2 separate regions of the Mus musculus genome follow, and region 1 is linked to region 2. The links are chromatin contacts, called in public Hi-C maps. All regions are on one chromosome and are shown on one strand. Each heading gives the region's core, a stretch centred on a gene start, on an enhancer-like site or on the middle of the called end of the contact. The rest is flanking DNA. Distances are from core to core; before and after follow the strand shown.

Region 1 (6,035 bases), core at 2,230-4,729, 180 kb after region 2:
TTAATACCTCATCTATCCTCCGCTTACTCATGGTTGCTCATATTGCTGTCTGTGTGACCTTTGTTCTTGCTCCAAACTGCTGTCTCACTCTTTCTTCCTGTTTCCTAGTCACCCTTAACGCAGAAAAGGAATGTGTTAGTATTTAGTGGGTCACTCTTAATTCCCTTTCAAGTCACCAAGTCATCTCACAGCCTTTATACATCCCACCCATCTTTGAGCAGACACCCACTCTGATTCTTTTAGCCTTGGTCAGGCTTGGGAACGTGGTGGGGGTGGTGTAGTTATAGGAGACAAAGCGGCAGACGTTGAGAATGGTGTAGTCTCCTGTGGGTCAAGAAGGGTGCGTCTCTTCTTATTTGAAGAACACCCTTTTCTCTTCTACTCCAACCACCTTCACTCTCACTGTCTGCTCTCTCACCCAGAAGAAATCTGAACAGCATCTGCTGAACACCTGGCTTGACAAGCGTGGAACAGGTGCGCTTCTTGCTCCAGTTGCCACTGGCCTGGTGCACATTAACTTTGTGTTAACCGCATCTTATGTGTTTTCCTACATCTCTCCTTCATATCACAGTCTCCTATTACGTTCTTTCTTTTCCTGTCATTACTCTGCTGAGAAAAGAGTTGATGTCCATATAATATAATGTATTAGAAATAACTAGATTTTACCAAAAGACTTTGGTAGTTCTAATGATCTAACATCCTGTCTCAAAAGCTCTATCAATTTTCTACATCTAAAACACTATAAGGCAATGCGACTTTTTTTCTATTGAGTTATGAAATATCCTTTAAAGTGTTTGTGAAATGTGGGAATTGTAACTACTTCGTGATGGCAAAGCTTGGCTGCTGGCTCTTTATTTTATTCTAGTTATGGGTAACTAGAATAAATCAGCTGCTAGAATATATCAGTTAGATCACTGAGGGCTTTAAGTACCGGTTAAAGGCTAGAATGTACTAATATTGGGTCTCTCAGTATCTCACCATAGAAGGCCTTTGAGAAAATAATTAACCAGTCCCTTTGAGGAGAGTGACTGCAGAGGATAGCCTGGAAGCCAGAGCGCAGCTGGCTCTGAAACTGTAGTGTAAGTAAGACTCTGAATTGTCAGTGTTCATCTGCTTTGTCGGTGTGTAGGAGTTGAAGGGAACCCTGGCCATGCCCAGAACTCTCCTGATTGATTTTTATTACCTATTACAGAATGAACTCTGTTATTGTTATTGTCATTGTTACTGTTACTGTTATTGTTACTGTTGCAGTTTTGAAGTCAGGGTCTTGCTTTGTAGTCCATGCTGGTCTTGAACTCTCAACCCCCTCCCTTTACCTACCCATGCAGAAAACTAGCCTTTTAAAGACTGTCTCCTCTCTATTATCTTAACCTGTTATTCTTTTAATAGACCAAGGCTGTCATGTGGTATAATGTGAGGAATCCCTGGTAATGTGGAAAACAGCATGAAGACACCCCTGGTAGAGTACCGTGAGCAGACATGTGAAAACCCTTTGTACATAGTAGGACTCCATCAGCCCTTTCAAAAAGTTATCAAGGGCAAAATGTGCTTGCTTACAGACAGGTTGCACGGTAATTATATGTGGAAGGAGGAGAGGTGCTTGATTGGTATAGGATATGACAGAGTAAAAGTAAAAGGAATAGAAACAGCAGAACTTTTCGTAAGAACCAGCTACCTAGGTCTGGCACTTCATGTATTAGTGTGTGTGTGAACTCAGCAACTGACTACCAGCTGGCATGGTGGAGTCCTTATCAGTGAGTAGGATGCTAGAATTTGTTATAAAATTTCATTGTATTTATTGTGCTAGGGAGAAAGGCTGTGCATGTGGGGGCAGCACACGTGCAAACGTTAAGAGGACAACTTGTGGGAGTCCATTCTTTCCTTCTACCATGTGGGGCTAAGTAAACTCTGGCTGTCAGCTTTGCAGCAAGCACTTTTACCCATTGAGTCGACTTGTCATCAGCTCGCGAATTTTCTATGAGGGATTGTTGGGAAGACAGGATAACTTATAACTTTCCATATGGAGGATCCTAAATGGGATTGCTACACAGGGAAGCACTCAATAATGCTCTCCCAGGCTGTCAATTTGACACAGACTAGAATCATGTCTGGCTGTCTCAAATTCACAGTTGTCCATATGTGATAAATATATTGCCATGCAGGTAAGGGAGTACCTTAACTGCTGCTTAGTGTGGGAAGGCTTACCTGACAATGGGTGGTATCGTCCCTAGGCAGGTGAGTCTCAATTATACAAGAGAGCTAGCTGAGCATGAGCCAGGGAGTGATGGAGAGAGCACACTAGCAAGCTCCTTTCATCCATGGTTTCTGTCCCCAGGTTCCTACATGGGTGACTGCCCTGACTTCCCTTGAAGATTAATTGCAATTTGAAGTACACACCAAATAAATCCTTTCCCAAGGTGATTTGGCCGGAGTGTTTTATCACAGCAACGGACAGGAAATGAGACCAGTAGCCATTGTGGTTTGGATTTTTTTCCCCTCATCTGTTGAATTGGTATATTTATATTGCTTTTCTGTTTTCTGTTGCTTTAAATAGTATCAAAATAAGATGGTCAGTTACATTATAAGAAATAAGGATTTTGAGCTTTTACTAGGATATACTATCACCTGTTGTGCTGGCTAGTCTTATGTCAACTTACACACAAACTAGAGTTTTCTGAATGGACAGGATCTTAATTGAGAAAATGTCTACATAAGACCCAGCTGTAAGGTATTTTATTAATTAATTAATTTATTAATTATTAATGGGGGTGAGTGGTGCCATCACTAGGCAGGTGGTATCCTGGGTTTTATCAGAAAGCAGGGGGAGCAAGCCATGGGAAGCAAGCCAGTAAGCAGCACTGTTCCATGGCCTCTGCATCAGCTCCTGCCTCCAACGTTTCTGTCCTGTTTGAGTTCCTGTGACTTGCTCTGATGATGAACAGCAATGTGGAAGTGGAAGCCAAATAAGCCCTTTCCTCCCTAAGTTGCTTTTTGGTTATGGTGTTTTTTCACAGCAACACAAACAATAGACATCTGTTATTGTTTATCTTCCCTAAGATACTGTTTCATCTTAGTTACCGACTCTTTGTAAGAGTCCTGCGGTGAGATTCCTTTGACATGAGGGAAATTAGAAATATCCACTTTAAAACCTCACACCGCTTGCCTTGCTGCCTGTAAAGATCCTTGAGGTCTTTGTGGTCCACCCTCAGATAGGCTTTACTTAGCTCCGTGTGACCTGAGGTTGCTCTGATGTAAGTGTGACTTCGTGGAGGATTTAGCTGTAATCCCTCCGTGGCCTCAGACACAGATCTGTGGCTGAAAAGCACAGTAGTAGGTAGGGGTGGCTTTCATGTGGTTATTCCTTACAGATAAAAATATTTACAACGTAACAAGTGACTGTCCCTGAGTTGGACTCTGAAAAACAGTCAGGATAATGCCACATCCAGTGGTTGTGCAGTCAGAAAGGCCAGCTGCTGATGGGTGACTCGTGTGTCATGGGGTGAGAATGGAGATCAGCTGTGCACTCAGTCCTGATCTCCCCACCCCCACGCTGGGTACAGAAAAATTCAAACAGCTCAGAAGAAAACGGCCTTGCTGTCCTGATGGAGAGGCGACCTAACAGTTAAAATAACTTCAGCTTTCATTTGAGAGGAAAACAAGGATTTGTTTTCCTTTGAAAAAAACCGAGACTTCTTAAGTAAGCCACAGGATAACTACTTTTTTTAGGAGGGGGGGGGTGCATGAATCCTTTGTCAAAACCTTAGATTTCTCTTTATCAACTATAAAAATATATAGTTGATCATTTTAACAGCATAGGTGATTGATTTTAAATATCAAGAAGAGTTATTAGAGACTATAATGATCTCTTTCAAGCAGGCTTTACAGTGTTTAATAGTAAATACTTTTTGAAAATTTCAAGCTGCTCTGTGTGTGTGTGTGTGTGTGTGTGTGTGTGTGTGTGTGTGTGACTGGTGCATTACTTCACACTGGGATTTTATTCCTTTTGATCTAAGTCCGTGAAGACTTTTGTTTTGGTCTGTGGTCCTTACTGACTGTTGAACAACTGTAATCTTCTAAGGTGAAGGTGCCAGGCATGTGGCTCCTGGGGAGGGGGTACCACAGGAGTAATGAGGAGGCAAGGAACACATTCCTTTTACTGAGGGAAGGCTCGGTTTTCTGTAGCTCTATTTGACTTTTAGTTTGATTGAGTGCTGGAGATGTACTGCTGTCCTTGAGTGCTTGGCACTTCACCGTTGAGCTCAATGTAGAAGAAACGGGTGATTTCTCTAGTAGGACTCAGGGATGCTTAGTCTTGCCCTAAGAGAGTATGCACTGGAGATGATCATGTGGCTAATGGTGCAATCAACTTTCAACCTTTGAGGAAAGATCATGCTGTCCAGTATTTTAGTTTGTAACCTCCCAATAGTGTGAAGATTTTATTTGTTCGTGCTTCTTTAAGTAAGTACTTTCTTGGTTTTTTGTTTTAAAACTTGGGTTTTTTTTTTTTTCATAGTGTGCACTGATTTTATATGAAATTCATTAATTCTATGCATATTTTGGAAGGATAAAGATAGTTGAACAATAGTTTATTTTATATGAAGGTTGTTTCATTGTTTTTTTTTTTTTCTGTTTGGGGAGAATAAACACTTAATACATCATGCAGAATATGTGACAAGTGAAGAACTCAGAAATTGTATTAGCTATTTAAGATCCTACAGGCATTATAGTATATAGTATAGATCTGGGGAACTATTTGAGTTTTCTAGTACCTGTTTTGAGGGCTGAGTACTTAAATCTTATAAGTGCAATTAATTAATTAATTAATTAATTAATTACACGCATGGTTCCTGAATCAGGCTGGCATGTAGTTAGTGTGTGTTCCAGAGTTTAACTTGGCTCTTTTACCTCAGCATGTGTTGTATGGAAGATCTTTTTGCTTTAGTGCCTTCTATGTTTAATTTCACTGAAGTTTTTGTTGAATTAGAATTAGCAATCAAACAAACAGATCTGAAGCAACCTAAGAAAATATGACTATGTGGTAGAAATATGCTGTGTGCATTAAGAAAGGGGGGTTGCTTTAAATATGAGACAAAAATGCTTTAACAAGATTCCCTACCTGCCTCTCAATGCTTCTTAGAGATAAATGTTTATAATGAAATAAAAGACAAATTTTCTGGATCTTAAATGTAGTGTGAATGTTTGAGTCACAAAATAATCTTTATTATAAACGAAATGCCTAAGGATAGATAGTTTTTGTGTGTGTCTGTCTGTTTTTTAAGAAGTCTATCAAGACAAAACTGAAATCAGAATTCTGTTGCTAGCATGATACCCATTATCCACATTGTTTTGTTTTTTTTCATATGTTCATGCTTTATCCCATGTGTTGAGCTGCTATTACAACTGATTTGTTTATGACTAGATCTGGTCTGAAAACTGCATGTTATAGTATAAATGTACCTCGGGTTATACTATGACCAGGCTACCTAAATACAGTCATTTCAAGGATATTAAGGCTCCCTTTTTTCCTTTTTTCATTCATTCATTGTTTTTGTTATTATAAATATTTATTTACTTCCTTCCAGGCTCTAGGCAGGCTACTGAGATACAGTGAGGAGTAGGAGGAGTAGGGTACAGATACAGGAGGAGTAGGGTACTATGCCTGCAAAAGCACAGCTTGGTGGGAAAGATGGATTTGGTGAAAATACATGACTACTTAAGTAATAAAAGCTGCACATATACTTAAGCCTGCAGAAGCTACTGTAGGTGATAATACTGATATTTCCCTTCGCCCACAGGAGAGAGCCATTGCTCCCAGGTGCCTTTCCTTCCTGACAAGACACATTAAACCTCTCTCTTCAGGGGGGACAGACATCTGTCTCTATGACTGGGTTCAGACTTTCAGTGTGGTGTTTCCCTATGCAGGGTGACAGAAGGACAGAGGGATGAGGGAAACACAACCCACCCAGCCCTCTTATTTATGTGTTTGTGGTTTTATTTGTTGGCTTTGAGACGACATCTTGCTTGTAGCCCAAGAT
Region 2 (5,965 bases), core at 2,146-4,645:
ACATAAGGTTTTTCTTTCCCTCCATTTCTGAAGCTGTCACGTGTGTCTTTTCCCTCTGTGGTGTATGTGTGGCAGCATGCTGAGTCAAGCACTTTCTGAGATTGTTTTTTACCAGGTGAATTTGCAGAAACTGGAATCAAGGCACACTGGACAAAAAGGAAAAGAAAAACTGCTGTAGATTTAAAATTTGGACTCTGTCCCCTCTTTGCTTGACCCTTCCATCTTCTCACATGTAGTTTGCTTCATTTTCTGATATATGAGTTGAGTTATTGCAGGTCCTTTCCCATCTAATTAGTGGGTTATAGGAATTGGCTTCAATGCAGGGCTGCCATGTTGAGAGATTAAAAAATTGATAAAAATATGCAGTGAGGTTGTGGGAGGTAGGTTTGTATCATTGTGATATGCTGAGTTTACCCTGTCTTCTTCTTCTTCTTCTTCTTCTTCTTCTTCTTCTTCTTCTTCTTCTTCTTCTTCTTCTTCTTCTTCTTCCTCTTCCTCCTCGTCCTCCTCCTCCTCCTCCTCCTCCTCCTCCTCCTCCTCCTCCTCCTCCTCCAAGATGTGATCTGTGCTGTAAAATATAGTTGTTGACCTGACATAGACACTGGGTGTTAGAATTGGGAATGTAGGCCAGGTTGAATTGTACCTCTATGGATCCAAATTCCACTTTGCTGATGGATGTGTGAACGCTAAGCTACCTTCCATTCTCTCTACCAGGGTGGTGCTGGGCTCTCAGAAGACTGACACTCACTCACGGGTGGCAGAACAGAGTCTGGAACGGAAGGGGCCCAAGGGCCAGAGAGGATGCGGGAAGACTCAGTCAGCATGACTCTGTATAACAAAAGCTCCCCTCCTGAAACCCTCATCGTGGTTGTTGATGAAAGAGACAGTCCTTGCTTGTCCAAACTGTTTACATACAACTTACTCAGGGTGGACCAGAAATTAAATACCTTTTGTAGAAAGGAATGTCCAGGAAGGGAAACTTATTAGCTAAAACCTAAGGGCCAGCCCATCTAGATACCTCATTAGCATGGAGAACTATAAGCTATCACATCCCCATGTGGGGTGTCATGATCACGTGCTCCAGGACTGGAACCAGGTTAAGAAGAAATGAAATGCCCACCATTCTCAGGTACGAAAATTACCAGGGTTTCTGAATCCATTCAACCTTCCTAGTTTTTGTCTGGTGACATGATTCTACTTGCTCCACATATCCCCTTAAAGGGATGGTTTATATTTTATTAGTTTGTGTATGTGGAGTTGGGGATTGAACTCAGGGACTCCATTCACACTAGGTCAATGCTCTACCATCTTTGTTAAATGGTTTAGTCCCCAATCCTCTAATTTGTATTTTAAAGTCCTATCCTCCAGTACCTTATAATATAACCTTTTTGAATAGATGAATTTTTATATTTAAGGAGGGTACTTGGGCTTGGCTACAGTTCAGTATTACAAGTGGCCTCACTTAAAAGGGGAATTTAAAGAAAGGCAAATTAGAATAAGCCATGTCATAATGAAGGCAGAGTTCCAAAAGCTGAGGAAGACTAAAGATTGCCAGCAAACCACCCAGAACTGGTCTACACACATGCAGCAGACTCTTCCAAATCCTCATGAGGAACTAACTTATCCACCAACCCTGAATCCTGAAATGCTACCATCTAGAGCTATGAAACAATAGGTTTATATTGTTTAAGTCCTTGGATATGAGGTGTCTTGATAACAGCAGCCCTAGAAAGCAAGCATAGAATGAAATGAGTCCTCCTGTTTCTAAACAAAAAGGAGGGACAATGTAACTTCCTTCTATGTTCCTTTGTCTAAATCTACATCTTTATCTGGAGAGTGTGGGTACCAAATGGATATGTAGCTATAGATCTGATATTTACAATGTAGGCATAAACCTGTTGTTTAGAGAAATCAGTATACTTTGAATTCAGGCATGTATGTAATAGTATTTGTGTGGAGAGGGTTATTTTCATTACCAGCCAAATGAATGCAGTTGGTAGTTTAACTGGCTGAGGACTCTTGGTAATGATCAACTTAGCTCCAACTTTGCGGTTTTTATCAAGTATAAATTGTAATCACCTGGGTACATTTTTGTGGAAGCCTCTGCAGGCGTCTTACTGCTCCTTGCTAATTAGAAGGCTCCTTTTGATACGTGAAATGATAAGCTGTTGATATTTTCTCATGCTGAGGAACTCACAGCTTGGATGAGCTCTCAGACAACTTCAGGGTGAACACTACTTTGAATTTCATAGTTCACAATAAGCAAGCAGCAACACTGACTGTTCAAAGAAGCCAGATTGCTGAGTGCTTTGAATAGACTTGAGTACTGGTTTGAATATAAAGCAAATTCTGGAACTAATTCAGAGGACCTTTTGTGATGTATGCTCAGTTGGGAGTGAATGGCTGTTCCTCCTTTCCTCTAAAAACAGCCTTGCTTCTCTTAGGCACTAGGCTCCTCTAGAGCAGTAACCCTGGCTATAGTCCTTTGCATGGTGCTTAATGAGCATCTCAATCAAAAACATGGGCCAAAGTGCTTTAAATAATACAAAGAAATATTTGGGAGGGAAATTCTAGGAAAGAGCGCCCAATACCTGTGTGGTTTTGCTTGTGAAAGTTGGTGATTTCATTTTAGCATACCAACCACAATCATTCATTAATTTGAAATTTTCTTCTGGTAACAGTATTTTATCCTTGTTATAGATTGAGTTTATTTATGATTCTGTTGGGAGGTGCTATTATGAGTTGACCAGAATCCATCAGGAACAACTTTTTAAAAGAAAAAAAAAATTTTTTAAAGAAACAAATTAGTTTCTCACCTGTTTACAGCCTTCTTTTAATATGCAAACCAGCAATGTACAAAGTGATTGAGTACTTGTGGGCCTAGACAGACATAGGTAATAGTTTTTATCTGAAAAACATGGTCTTGGTGCAAACTTTTTGGCATTTAATTATTTTGGTTTGAAAGAACATTGTGAGGATTGCTCCCAGAGTTTATAGATTTGGGGATCCAACTTTATTTGCAAACGTACAAATATGGGTCTTCTCCTGCATACTTGCTAGCTTTATGATCTATTATATTCTTTGGAATTTTTGGTCCACATTGGTTATAGTAAACTCATAATTTAAAGTCCTACAAATTAGACCACTTTTTATTTTCAATTTCAAACCTGTATAATTTACCACGGACAACCGGTTATTACTGAGGAGAGTGGAAATAAGCTCTGTCGTGGCTGCCTCTGTCTGCTCTGGCCATATTCTAAGGGTGGTTTGAATCCTTCTCCCTCTCTTGTCTCAACCATACAGTTAGGAGCAGGGCCAGTCATGAATATGCATGCGTCACACACCTGTGACCAACAGATCCCCCATCAAGGAGTGGCACAGTATCAATTACTTCTGAAACAGATGACTCCCAGCAGCTGCTGCCTGTGGCCCACAGGGCTTCCTGCCCTGCATGACAGCTGCACATCACATCCTGTGGTCATACTACTTCAGCCGCTTCTACGGCCAGATACAAAAGTGGGTGGGGAACATAGGCAAGCCTACCAGTTCCAAGGTGTTATAAATCCCAGACGCATTTGTTATTTGCCATAGGAGTACCTTCTGTGATGTCTCTTTTCATCTTCACCAAACAAATGTGTCAGAAGCTGGCCCTTGCTTTTTGTTGTTGCTGTGTGTTTCTTGTTTTGTTTTGATTTTGATTTTGTTTGTTTGTTTTCTGAAAAGGGACAGATAATGTGATAAGCTTTATAAGCCATGGAATCTCTCCAGAAATACTAACAGGTTGTATGTTTAGCCCCAGTTCCTACAAGCTACTAAGGTTTAGAACAAGGCATTTCTGTATGTTGTGAGTTATGGAATATAAGCTAAACCCCAAAGGAAGTATGTAAGAGACTGTATCAGCCATTATCCACAAGATGCTATGTAAGCAAATGTAGGTAGTCTCATTTTAGCACATTATAGTGACATATCTGCATTCTTGACTATCTGAATAATTATTTCAGATACCCTGTTCTTTATAGCGACTAATATAGTTATTGTAGTAAATAGGCTTTAAGGGAGCAAATGACCTAAAGTTTAAAAAAATATGTGAAATTATAGGTTTGAAAGTTTGCTTATGCTGGGCAGTGGTGGCACACAATTTTAATCCCAGCACTTGGGAGGTAGAGGCAGGTGGATTTCTGAGTTCGAAGCCAGCCTGGTCTATAGAGTGAGTTCCAGGACAGCTAGGGGTATACAGAGAACCCCACCCCACTCACCCCTTCCTAAAAAAAAAAGAAAAGAAAGTTTGCTTATATGCAGGTGGTCCATATTTTCTATAGTGAAATACTGTGTGTACTGAAAGGAAGCTGTTTATTTTCACTAAAGAACATCCCGCAGAAGAGTTTCTATCTCTTTTAACATAAAACCCTTGAAAGAATTCCAAATTACTCCCTTCTTTCCAAGATAGACATGTCCTTTTGTATCTATTTCCATGGTAACAGGTAGTTTCTTCAGCAAGCAGACCTGCCTGAGAACCATCCAGCTGACCTTGCTGAGCACTCCCCCAGGGAATAGCATCAATGTGTCAAAACAGCACATGAAGCACAATTGTGATGGCCCGAGCGTTCCTGTTCATTTTATTTTTAGATTTAATTGCCTTAAATACCAAGTTCCTTAAAGACTGAAAGTTCTCAGAAGGGGTCAAAATTATGAAGTACTTAGTTGTAGACGGTTGTTCAGAAAACGAGATACTGTGAGTAAATAAACTTCAAAGATGTTCCTGGGATGCCACAAAAAGCTCCAGAACTCCAGGTTCCTCACTGTGGGGGAAAAGAAGATAGAGGGTGTGTACAATTGGTAAGGTGGGGACTCCATGTTGCTGCAGAGCTTTTCATCCAGTGAGGGGAGCTGAAAAGAGAGCCACTCCCTGATAGAGAAACCAGAAAGTGAAACCCTTGTGCAAAGGTAACTCTACTCTCTTTGGAGAGCTGAAGTCTGAATGCAAGTGAGCCTCTATTCATTTCCATGAAAGCTCACAGAGGAATAAAAGCCAGCTAGTGGGAAAGTTGGCTGCTGTGCTCCTGGGAAGTGATTTCTGTAAATTAATTGCTAACAAATTATTAAGGGTATGGGTGATAGTGACTGTTTTTTCCCCCACCCGGTTGAGTAATTTTCTAGAAAATATAGTTCTAGATATAGTACATTGAATTCAAATGTAACCTACAGGGTTGTTATAGCGCTATCACAATATTTTTTCATGGCATATTTTATAACTTTAAATGATATAAAGTTCAGTCATGACAAATATAAAAGTAGTGGTTTTTTTTTTTCTTTTTAAAATGTTTATATATTTTCAGGTGTGAAGCAGGGTCTTTAGATACTCCCTAGAGTTTTGACTCCCATGTTTTCCTGCACAGTGTTGGTGAGACCGGTGAATAGGACGGGATGTTAATTAATCCATAATTAGGTTACAGTATGTGGCAGGCTTGAAGTGGTTTCGGAGAAGTAATAAAGATTCCAAGATAATTATGAGCTAATGGAAGGGAGATTATTCTTGGTAGGTCTGGCTTAATCAGGTGTAAGCCTAATTAAAATACCACTACAGGAGACTCTCTCTTCTGGGTGCTGAGGAAGACAACATTTTTGTTGTGAATTCCATCTAAAGCAGCAAGGTCTTCATTCTTAAACTGCCAGGAGCTGGTTGCTACAAGCAGCCTAGAGGAGCTGGAAGATGACCCTGAGCTGTTGGTAAGAAAGGGACCTGGCCAGCATCTTGATAGTAGCCTTGTGGAGCCCACAGCAGCCATGCCTGAGCTTCTGGCCCGAGAAACTATGAAATAATGACGATGTGTTATTTTAAACCTCTAAAAACGGCACAGCGTGTTATAACAGCAATGGAAGACTAATGAAGGCACCATCATCACAATCCAGCTTTTTAAGTTTTCATCATCTCCTCAAGTGTCCCTGGGGCCATTTGCAATTACAA

The links. A called contact is a pair of places that touch in the nucleus more often than the background predicts.
Region 1: a Hi-C map of myocytes shows a contact between it and region 2, with 4 times the contacts expected there. The contact joins two enhancer-like sites. A contact is called at or near these places in 5 of 484 Hi-C or Micro-C datasets (cerebral cortex, embryonic fibroblasts, muscle stem cells and 2 more), 9 of 115 datasets of contacts at active chromatin or transcription factors (PVALB interneurons, embryonic basal ganglia, embryonic forebrain and 6 more) and 2 of 9 other capture datasets (adipose tissue and embryonic stem cells).

The regions. Positions count from the first base shown.
Region 1 is chr12:44,525,337-44,531,371 of GRCm38.p6, forward strand. All of the region lies in intron 3 of Nrcam (neuronal cell adhesion molecule), which reads left to right. Among named protein-coding and RNA genes, the nearest start is that of Nrcam, 200 kb to the left of the region's middle. Within about 2 kb of position 3,480, at least 12 of the 459 cell types and tissues checked have an H3K27ac peak or open chromatin away from gene starts, as enhancers often do. A contact at or near this core is called in myocytes, where this site is marked.
Region 2 is chr12:44,340,911-44,346,875 of GRCm38.p6, forward strand. All of the region lies in intron 1 of Nrcam (neuronal cell adhesion molecule), which reads left to right. Among named protein-coding and RNA genes, the nearest start is that of Nrcam, 15 kb to the left of the region's middle. Within about 2 kb of position 3,396, at least 21 of the 459 cell types and tissues checked have an H3K27ac peak or open chromatin away from gene starts, as enhancers often do. A contact at or near this core is called in myocytes, where this site is marked.